Linked DNA regions of Gossypium hirsutum: regions 2 and 3 are each linked to region 1. A link is a contact called in public Hi-C data. All regions are on one chromosome and are shown on one strand. The core of a region is the stretch at or near the end of the contact, and the rest is flanking DNA. Distances in the headings are between cores, read along the strand shown. Region 1 holds the start of LOC107886462 (REF/SRPP-like protein At1g67360). Region 2 holds the start of LOC107886466 (65-kDa microtubule-associated protein 8). Region 3 holds the start of LOC107886464 (mitochondrial import receptor subunit TOM20).

Evidence for each region. Hi-C and Micro-C count contacts between places; a contact is called where the count stands out from the background.
Region 2: a Hi-C map of leaf shows a contact between it and region 1, with 2.4 times the contacts expected there. The contact joins the promoter of LOC107886466 here to the promoter of LOC107886462 in region 1. A contact is called at or near these places in 4 of 34 Hi-C or Micro-C datasets (hypocotyl, leaf and petal).
Region 3: a contact with region 1 is called in a Hi-C map of leaf, with 2.7 times the contacts expected there. The contact joins the promoter of LOC107886464 here to the promoter of LOC107886462 in region 1. A contact is called at or near these places in 7 of 34 Hi-C or Micro-C datasets (callus and leaf).

What each region holds. Positions count from the first base shown.
Region 1 is chrA03:92,093,980-92,097,432 of Gossypium_hirsutum_v2.1, forward strand. It overlaps LOC107886462 (REF/SRPP-like protein At1g67360), which reads right to left and starts at 1,606. Exons shown (of 3, transcript XM_016810426.2): 1 at 1,255-1,606; 2 at 923-1,156; 3 at 161-700. The coding sequence starts at 1,461. The coding sequence ends at 257.
Region 2 is chrA03:92,337,185-92,340,637 of Gossypium_hirsutum_v2.1, forward strand. It overlaps LOC107886466 (65-kDa microtubule-associated protein 8), which reads right to left and starts at 1,883. Exons shown (of 11, transcript XM_016810430.2): 1 at 1,335-1,883; 2 at 1,038-1,241; 3 at 470-727; 4 at 159-371. The coding sequence starts at 1,550.
Region 3 is chrA03:92,302,359-92,305,811 of Gossypium_hirsutum_v2.1, forward strand. It overlaps LOC107886464 (mitochondrial import receptor subunit TOM20), which reads right to left and starts at 1,798. Exons shown (of 6, transcript XM_016810428.2): 1 at 1,496-1,798; 2 at 1,227-1,305; 3 at 986-1,155; 4 at 831-878; 5 at 269-355. The coding sequence starts at 1,594.

The DNA of each region.
Region 1 (3,453 bases), core at 356-2,855:
CTTTATTATTTAAAAAAATGCTTAATTTAATTTTAAATTAAAAATAAATAACTTTTTAATCGTATGTACTCATAATCTAATACAAGCTGGAAGATTGAAAGTTGAAAAGGGCATATCATGAAATCAGCCACAAATTCAGAGAGCAAACATATCAGACATCTAAACGAACCAAGTCATATTAGATTCAACATGTAGCCAATTTACAATGGCAAAGCATCACATTGCCTCTCTACTAACACACTCAGAAACCAAACACCTAATCTGAATCTGATTCAGATTTATGATCATCCGCATTTGCTTTCTCTTTTCCTTCAGCTTCCTTAACAGCCTTCCCAAAGGCATCAACGGGAATCGATGGTAAATACCCAACCACAGGATAACCTTTTCCGCTCTTCTCCTTTAACCAACTGTTGTATTTCTCACACAAATTAGCTGCTTTGGGAACAACCTTTTCTGTCACTGAGTTGAAAGTCAAGTTGCTGTTCAGTTTAACCCACAACTTGGTCGAGCTTACCAACACCAAGTTCTTGTACTCAGCTGCAGCGTAGTGCAAAGCCCCTCGTGCTCCATTGGTTCGAGCCTCCTCTACTAGTTTCTGAGCCTTTTGGGTTGCCTTTTGGACCAAATCGTGGGCCAGGTTAACCACTTGCTTGGCTGGTGCTGGAGCATGCTCGTCAAATTTGTGTGAAACCTCATCTACCTACGGTTATTTTAATCAAATACGATAATAAAGTTAGGAATAAATTGGTTCACGCTAAACTTAACTTTCCCCATTTTTAAAATATTAGATTTAATCCTTACTCTTCCGATGAATTTCAAAATACTAAAATTACTTGCTAAACTTAAAGACGAGAAAGAACTAATCAACAGAAACTTCTGATCAAAAGTTCCAAACAGTGATTTTTTCTTAATGGGCGAATACCTTGTTATCAAGAAATCCAAGAAAATGATCAGGAACATCCTTAAATTTCCCGTAGGCGGGACCGACGGCAGTGGTAACGGCATGCTCGACGGCGTCAACGGTGGATCTCAACGGCCCCGAGTTCTGTTTAGAGTAATCGTAAAGGTTCGAGACGCAAACCAAGGCGTGGATTGTAGCCACCCTGACGAAGTTTAGGTGCTTGAGGCCTAAATTCTTGTTCTCAAACTCTAACCCCTAAAATTTTAAATCAAATCACAAACAAAAAAGCTCTAAGCTTAAATTTTGAAAATAAGGGAGAAAGGAGGAGAAGAAGAAAGAAGAGATCAAAATACCTTCTCCATGGTTGCCATCTGTTTGATGCAAGTATTCTTTGCTTCACTTTTTTGAGAGAAAATAAACGATCGTAATCTACGGTGTAAAACAAGTGCAATTTTATTTATTTTATAGATGAATTCATATGGGATGTTAGATGAGATCCAACGGTTTATATCGGATCTAAGGATATCACAATGCCAGAGCGGGCGGTTTTCCAATTTCATCTTTCTTTACTTTTCTGGGAGCAAATAGAGGATTCTAGAAGGACACGTGGAAGGATCTTACTTGGTGGAGATGCAATAATATCTAAGGGAACCATTTTCTTATTCTTGGGCGGTCTGTTGTGAGGTCCACCCATTCCCACACCAATTTTTATTCTATCTAATTGCGCTGAATATTATTAAATTATTTGTAAATTATATTTTAATTATTTAATTTTAAAAATTTTAAAATAATTTAAAAGTTTTTATTTAAGCTATTGAATGATTAAAATAATTATTGTATAACTTTTTTCGTTTGTATTACTTGCACAAATTGAAAGATTTTCTTACTCTTTCTTTTTACAGTTTAATTTTTTTTAAAAAATAATGTTGAATGTTATAAATTTCAAACTAACATTCAAAAAATATTGTTCTTTAATTTTTGACATTAATTATCAAATTAACTTAGATATAAGATATGTTATTATACTTATTAATAAATATTAATCTATTTTATTGATCATTGAAGTGTCACTTAAAATTCACTAATCAAATTTTTTTAAAAAAATTTAATAACTCAATAACTTTAAATAATTCAACCGCTTTTGTGTCTCATTTTACTTTTGGAACTCAAAATTGTGATAGGAGGGAAGCAAGTGTTGAGTCGTTAAGATTTAATTATTAGATTTTTTTTTACAAAAATATTATAATTTTATAAGTTGTATTAGGTTGTGTTTTCTATATTTTATATAAAATTGAACATATTAATATATATAGGAGAAGAATCGGAGTTGTTTAGTGTTTTGGATTGGGATGTGAACTACAGATTTAATATCAATATATTCTTTTATTATTATATTAGTGGTTAATCCTCGATATATTAATAATCAGGGTGTGCTATTACATGAAAAATTACTTAAAAATATAATTTCTCAAAAATGAACTTATAAATTTTTTTTTTATGTTCGGATGATTTGGCTTTAACAAAATTTTTACAAAATCTAAGCTTTGAACATCAAAGAATACTCGTTCAAAAAAATTCTTTCTAACATAATTTTATTTATTTTTGAATTAAATAATAATTATTTATGGTTAAATACAAATTAATTTACATAAACAACCATATGTATATATTTTAGTTAAAACATGCTCCAAATTATTGAGCAATGACCAAACACAAACACAAATTTCATTTTCCAAACAATCATAAAATTATTAATAAGTAGAAGGTAAAACATTTCCAAAATGTGAGGCATTTTATTACATGCAGAAGTAAAAAAATTGAGATACACTCTGCTATATCATCTGAGTAGCTCATGTTGAGTGACAAAATAAAATAGAACAAGACTGAAAAATTGCAAACTTTGTACTAAACACTACAACCACTTACACAACACATATAACTCATGGAAACATATAACTAACAGCGGGATTAGTACAAAGAGACAGGCAAAAACTGGCATTTTAAGTGCATTTTTAACAGCTTTAATGGCATTCCAATCAGCTTGGAACTTCTTCCCATCCTTTGTTCCACCATGGATAGCTAAAAGAGAGCAACCAACAATACATCCACTAGCATATTTGATTGTATCATGTGAATATGGGAACACTCTGATTTTGCAAGAAACCAACACGTTGAGATTCAAAGCCAACTTTTCCACTAAAAGATTTCACAAGAGGAAGGTTGTCCATCAAGAAAGCTCCATAATTTCTTTGTCTACCAATTGGCTAACGACACCTACATGTAAACCAGGCAACCATTTATGGTAGAAGCTAACAATTTTCAACCAGGATCCTATTTCATAACCACTCTTGTAATTTGCTCTTCACTTCCTCAAATGGCTAAAGTTAATATCATATAAATTTCAGCATCAGTACCTACCAAGGGTACTATCATGTACTTGTTTTCCATGAAAGTAAAGTTTATAATTATACCCCGAATTAATATTAATATAATCGTAATAAGATTTAACTCTTCTTGCAGCATCAAGAAAAACATCAAGGACATTATCACAA
Region 2 (3,453 bases), core at 633-3,132, 240 kb after region 1:
AATAAAAAATCTTCTGATCTTACAATGATTTATGTTTATGTTGTCATTTATGAGGTTAGATAACAATTATGAACCATGTACTATTTGCTGCAGGGCAAGAGCATGGTGCTAGCTCCCCTTAAAAGATCATACGGAAGAATAATGGCATAACATTATACCTTCTCAAGCCGCTTTTGTTTTTCTTCTTGCAGTGACTCCACTGTGCTGTTGAGTTTGGCCAAAATACTGTCACTTATGTTTTTCGAAATCCCACACAATTCATTCAAGCTTGGGTGAACCTTTGTAATAATCATGGAAGATTCCATCCCCAATGTTGCAGACAAATTGTGAACAGCAGCTATATATTTTTCCACTTGCTGGAGTCTGTTGTTCTTCAGAAGAATAAAACCGGAAAGAAAAGTATATGATGTTAATTAGGATGATTCCTCTGTACAACTTCCTTAATACAAATTTTGAGGATATTATGTACCTTCTCATTGTGGAGTCTTTGGAGCTCATTCTGATATTCCTCAAGTTTCTTCAAAGAAAGATCATTCTCATTCACCTTGACATTTGTTATGGAGTCATCATATTCTGACTGACCAGCAATTTCGGCAGAGATTTTCTGAATTTGCCCTTGTACAGCTCTGAACTGGTTTACTCTCTCTTCTTTCCTCAACCGCATTTCCCGCAATGCTGGCGTAATGGAATCAAGTTGTTGCTTTATTGTTCCTGACATTTTCTCTGGCTGCAGAGACATTAAGTAGGAGGTTATGGAACCAAGCAATCAACATTAACAATTACTTTCTCGAGCTGCATGTTGAGTGGATCAAATCTCCATATTTTTATTGCCCAATTTTACTGCTAACAGGAACATTGTTCTCAGTTGTTTCGTTTACGACAAAAATCAATGGAATCTAGATTGCTTTTATCCTTTTGATGTTTTGAACCATATGAAATACCATGCATCTTTTGATATATACATATATGTATGCGTGTGTGTAGGTTAAATATGAACTTTCAGCTTCAAACAAGGCAGAGATTGATCGATATGGTACCCGTCCGGGAAGGGATCGTTCACCAAGGGACAAAAGAAGGTGAGTGAATCCAGCTTCAGATTCGGCGAGTTCCTGATGAAGGCGAGCTCTTGACATATTTGCTCGGTCAACTTTTCTCCGGTAGACCTCCAGACATTCCTGCTCTAATTCTAGTAGAACCTTCTCTCTTTCTGACTGATCTTCTCCAACTTCATTCCATATCATCTATTCCATTACATATCACAAGGTATGATCTGATTACAACCACAGCTTTACTTAAAATATTATCAAGGGGAAATAAAATAGAGAATCTCTTGCCTGCAACTCTTGAAGTAAATATCCACATGAAGTTTCTAACAATGCAGAGCTTCTCATTCCAGGAGGCGCTTGGAACGATCCCATCCTTTCTGTATACCGGTGATGACTACTGCTGGGAGACTTGAAACTGCTAAAAAGCTGGATGCTTTGGCTAGGACGCTTGGACTGAAGGGTGGAACTTTTTGGTTTGAGTTCTTTGATGAGCAACCAAACCATGTTGTGAGAAAGAATAATGGGGTTTGAGCTGTTTGCTTAAAAGACAAGGCTGACAGAGTTAGGTGCTAGTGAAGCTTTGGGTTCAAGGGTCATCCGTTTTTGTGGATTTTCCAGCTCCAGCTTTTCCCTCTTTTTATTTTCAATTTAAATATGAAAAAGAAGACAATATGACTCTCCATCTTAATAAATTAAGCTGAGGTTCCTTTATAAATAAAGTGATGTAACCTGCTTACTTGAGGTATGTATTGTTAATCAAGCATTATATTGTATGTATTACATTAACATTCATCTTAGGTGAAGTCTTTAAATTAGATTTAACCGTAACTTGATTCCTAAGCAATCCGTGACCAGATGGAACAGTTTTGCAATCCATTGTTAGAATGTCAGAGTCAGGAAAAAGGAACTTCAGAAATGGATGATGAAGCCCCATTGCAATGGCTAGGAGATTCGGAACCATCTGATCCCATGGTTCAACCTTGAGGTACTTATCTCTCCCTCTATGATGATTAGCTACCTAATTGTGAAGTTAAGATATTCCAAATTTGCAATAATGTTAAAGATTCCTTGCATAATTTGGATTAGGAATGAAACAAATATAATATTCAAGAGAATTTGGAAATAGTTAGTGAATCATTTTCAGCCCAACACATTCCACCTCATTCAACAAAAAAAAAAAGATTTAATGAGAAATGAAGGTGTGTCTTCCTTATCATTAGCCAATTGGTGCTTTAGTGATATTGAGGATTAGGTTTGTAGTGACATAGATGCCAAAGCAGGAGGGCCCTACTAAGCCGGGTTGCTTTTTAGTTTGTAAGAACTTATCTAGAAAAGGAAAGTGAAAACCATGTGGCTGCTTTGCCAATTGCCACCATAGTATGTCTGGCAAAAAAGGCTTCTGGCTTAAGACTTGGCGGTTGGGACCATAGGCAGTTGGCTCTAAAAAGACAATTTTTTAGTCATTTCTTAAAGAATGTTCCGACGCCCAGTTTTTAATTATTGTTGTTGTTGAGAATACGATTTAAGAATTTTAAGTTTTTTTTTCTTTTTTTTTCTAAAAAGAATTTCCAAATACAACTAAACCCAGATTCCATGTTGCAAAATAAACGAGAAAAAAAAAATAAAGGAAGAAAAAGAAGAGGATGTTTTTGGTTTTATAGTTGATGAATTGGAGATGAAATTATGTCCTTAATTTTATGAATTTAATTCTTGTAATTATTTGATTTAAAACTTAAAATTCAATAGATAATATTAATTAGGAGGATTGCTTGGGTATGTTTAAACACATTATTTTATGATGTTTTGAGTAATATAGAGTTAATATTTGATATATTAATAGTGAACAATTTAAAAAATTGTCACATGTTTCTTTTTTTTAAATGTTTATTTTTCTATTATTTTATTATACCTATATAAAATACTTTGATTAATTTTTTAATTCTATTTGTGAAATCTAAAAATTTCATTGACAATGACATTACTAAATTCTTAATATATTATTTTTGCAATTAAGAATATAGATAGTAAAGTATAATAAAAATAGTTTTATGTCAGAAGTCAGTTTTCAAACTAAACTAAACTAATTAATTTGATTTGTTTAACATTAGAGCAGTGATGAAATTTTCAAACGTTGGTTTTGATTTAAGATTTATGTCAAATCTCAAGAGTATTGTCTCAAATATTTTTACAAATTTTTAATCGACACATATTCCCAATCTTATGAAATTGATTGTATAGCTTAAAATTTATCAAAAAAAAGATTGTATAGCTTAAAAATTTAATTGTCAACGTATTAAATGAAGTAATACTATGTTTTTCTAATTATACTATCAAAGCAAGTTTGTCAAAATCAGTAATAAGCCAAAGAAATCAATTACACGAAGCCTCAACAGCAATAAAATGCTCA
Region 3 (3,453 bases), core at 548-3,047, 210 kb after region 1:
ACACTGATGTGAAAACATTTATTTCAGTCCATGGTCTGTTGGCTCACTAACTCAGATCATGAGATAAGGCTTACATAAAATTATAGGAATTATTCACTATTCACATCAATTAATACTCAATGAACTTATGCAAACATATAGTAACTGCTAACTCAGATCATATGATAATAAAAGATAATATAAGCAAGCACTTCCAAGGCAAAAAGAAGTATGGAAACAAGCAGGGAAGATTTGCAAGTCAATGTAAATAATTAAAAAAAATACTCACAGTTGAAGTTGAAGAAGCAGAAGATGCCCCACCCATACTCTGTTGGCTAGCTGCAGCCTTTTGGAAGTCCATATGTAACTCTGGAGCCTAAGAAGATGAACAAAGTCCAAGCTTATTTAAAAATTTAGGCAAATCAGAGCACAAAGTATCATCAGCAAAACATCCACTCCTCACCCGCACTGCCCTAGATTCTCTTTCCCAAGAAAATAAACACATCCATTTAACACAAAAAAAAAATTAAATAAAAAAGAAATGCAAACCAGCTTAAAGTAGGTAAAACAAAAGGAAAACACCAATCCCACTAAACCAGCCATAGTAACAAAATATCTTAATATTTAATTAAGCACTAGCCATAACCTTATCATTAACAAGGTATCCTGCTTCTGTCTTTCAGAAAACTAAGTCCAGATTACCACACCAAGTTCATTTCAAATAATTACCACATCAAACAATGCAGCTAAAATATTAAAACATCAATTAAATTACATAAGGTTATATTTACATAAAAAAAGCATACATCTTTGTTCCCGTGTTATGAAACTTAAAAGAAAAGCAGGTTTACCTTAGCTGCAACTTCCAAAGACTTTTGATAAAGCTCATTGCCAGGATCCTACAACCCAAAAAAATATTTAAAAAATAAAACCCAAATTAGCGTCCGAAACCCTCAATTTGGGATCTTCAAAACAGGCATAAGAGTCAAAAAAACAAAGAAGTTACCGCATCAACAGCTCTTTGGAAAAACTGAGCTGCCTTATCAAAAGAAACTTTTGCCTCGTCAGAATCGGTAGTCATAAATGCAGTAGTGGAAAGAGCGTTTCCCATGCACCACAAAGTTTCGTGCTTGGATGGATTTATCATCAACGCCTCATCCAATTTCGAAATTGCATCTAAATGATCAATATTCATTGCATTAGCAAAAACTAATAATAGGAATAAACTCAAGAACATGGTAGAGTACCATTTATCATCTGCTTTGCATCTGAAACAGTCTGAAATTGAGCTAATTCGAGTAAAGCCCCTCCCCATTTGGTTAAATTCTGCAAACATTTTTAACAGATAATAGGAAACGCAGAACAATTTCTTTAAAAGAAAACCTCAAACCAAAGAAGAAAACAAGAATAAAAGAATTAAAACCTCATTACTATTAAAATCAATTAACAGAGGAAAGTAACTGCAAACAAAGAAACGAATTAAAAAAAATTGAAAGGATAGAAATAAAGAAGGAACCTCAGCATCGAGAGGGTCCTTAGCGTAGTTCACTTCAGACGTTTTACGAGTGTGTTCGGCGACTAAAAGGCGATCGAAGTCGGCTTGAGAAAACTCCATTTCCGTGATTGATTTATTCTGTTAGTTTAGAAAGTGAGGGAAGAGTGTAGCCGCTAGGGTTTTTTCTTTTCCTATTGGAGAAGTGAAGTAGAGAAGGTAACATAAACTTATGACAAAAAGACCGTGATGGCCCTCGACCCTCGATATTTGGCGCTCCTTTTGCCTTTCCTTTGCTCTCTTTTCTCGTATGTTTACTTCACTTCCACGTTGCGGATACCAAGGGTCTCCCCTCCTACTTTCTTTCTCTCTCTTTTTTAGGGGAAATTTAAATTTGGGTCACTCAACTTTCAGAACTTTTTATTTTGGCCATGAAAATTTTTAAAAATTGCAAAAAGAGCAGTGTCATTACAAACCGTTTTCATTTTAGTTACCCACCCTTATTTTCAGGGTTATGCAATCTTAGTGTACACTCAATTTAGTCATCTATCTTTAGTAAATTTCTATTTTAGCCACTCATTTTATCTTTTTAATGTCCTTTTTTAGAATTAATTTTTACAAGGAAAAAAACTTGAATCTTTACAAGGAAAAACATAGGTTCTTACATGGAAAAACCAATTTATATTTTTAATTTTCTCAATTTTTTTTCTTTTCAAGAATTATTTTTAATTCTTTGGAAAAAAAAGAAAAATCTAAGGTTTTGCAAGAAATTACCTGAGTTTTATAGGAAAAACTTAAGTTTTTACAAAAAAGCATTTTATCTTTTTTTGAAATAATTTTAGTTTTTTAATAAAATTAGGAAAACCTAAGTTTTTTAATCATGAAAAACATGAATTTTTACAATGATTTGAATTTCATTTCTGCAGCTAAATAACTCAATTTCTCATAAAAACCTTTTTTTTAAATAATATTAATTCTAAAAAAGGAAATGAATTACTAAAATGAAAACCTACTAAAGTTGAGTAATTAAAGAGAGTCTACAATACTATTGTTTAACCCCAATTTAATGATGAGTGATCAAAAATGAAAATGGTTTGTAATGGTAGTGCCATTTTTGCAAAATTTTTTTATTTTTAGTGTCCAAAATAAAAACACATGAGAATATTTAGGGGATCAACTGTGTAATTTACCTTTTTTAAGTTAAAATTGTAGGGGTTTTTTTTTTTTTTTTTACACTTTGCAATATCAAGTTAGGGGCAGAGAAATTTGATGTAGGTTTTAGAAGCGCAAGCTGCTCATTGCTGCCAATTGTCTATGGTTTGGAGTGGAATTGAGATAAGAATAATATTAATCCACTTTTTATCCTTGTTGAGGAGTTCACCAAAAATCAACATTGTAGAATCTACGAGAAAGCAGAATAGAGCATAACGTGGGGATTCTTGCTTGAAATCAACTGAGAGTCATCAGGTTCCTCAACAATAGTTGCTCCACCTATAAGACCAGGCATAAAGTCTGATATTCAAAGTGAAGGGATCTTGGGGCACATGTTTAGGTGCTTTGTAGAGGGTCAGCATTGAAAGAGCAAAAGATAGATGGAGAGATCTGGGTTTTATCAATTAGACATATCTTTCTATATTTAAGCCCTCAAATTTCATTGAATAAATGTTAAAAAATTATTTCTTTTAAGTATTTATTTTAAATTTTTAATTTAAAATATATGTTTATTTTTTTAATTTAAAAATTTATATCTAAAATAAAGCTGGACAAATAGATGTACAGATTCAAATGTCTAAAATTTATTTATTTTTATAATTTTAATAAATGATAAATTTTAAAACTATACATGAACTTTGATTGTGGTTCAAATGTATATATAAAATTTTATTTTTGTTTTATTTATACACATTTAAAGAAATAAATAAATTAAATAATTTTATATTGGAGAAATATAATTATTTATGTATGCAATGGGTAAACATAAA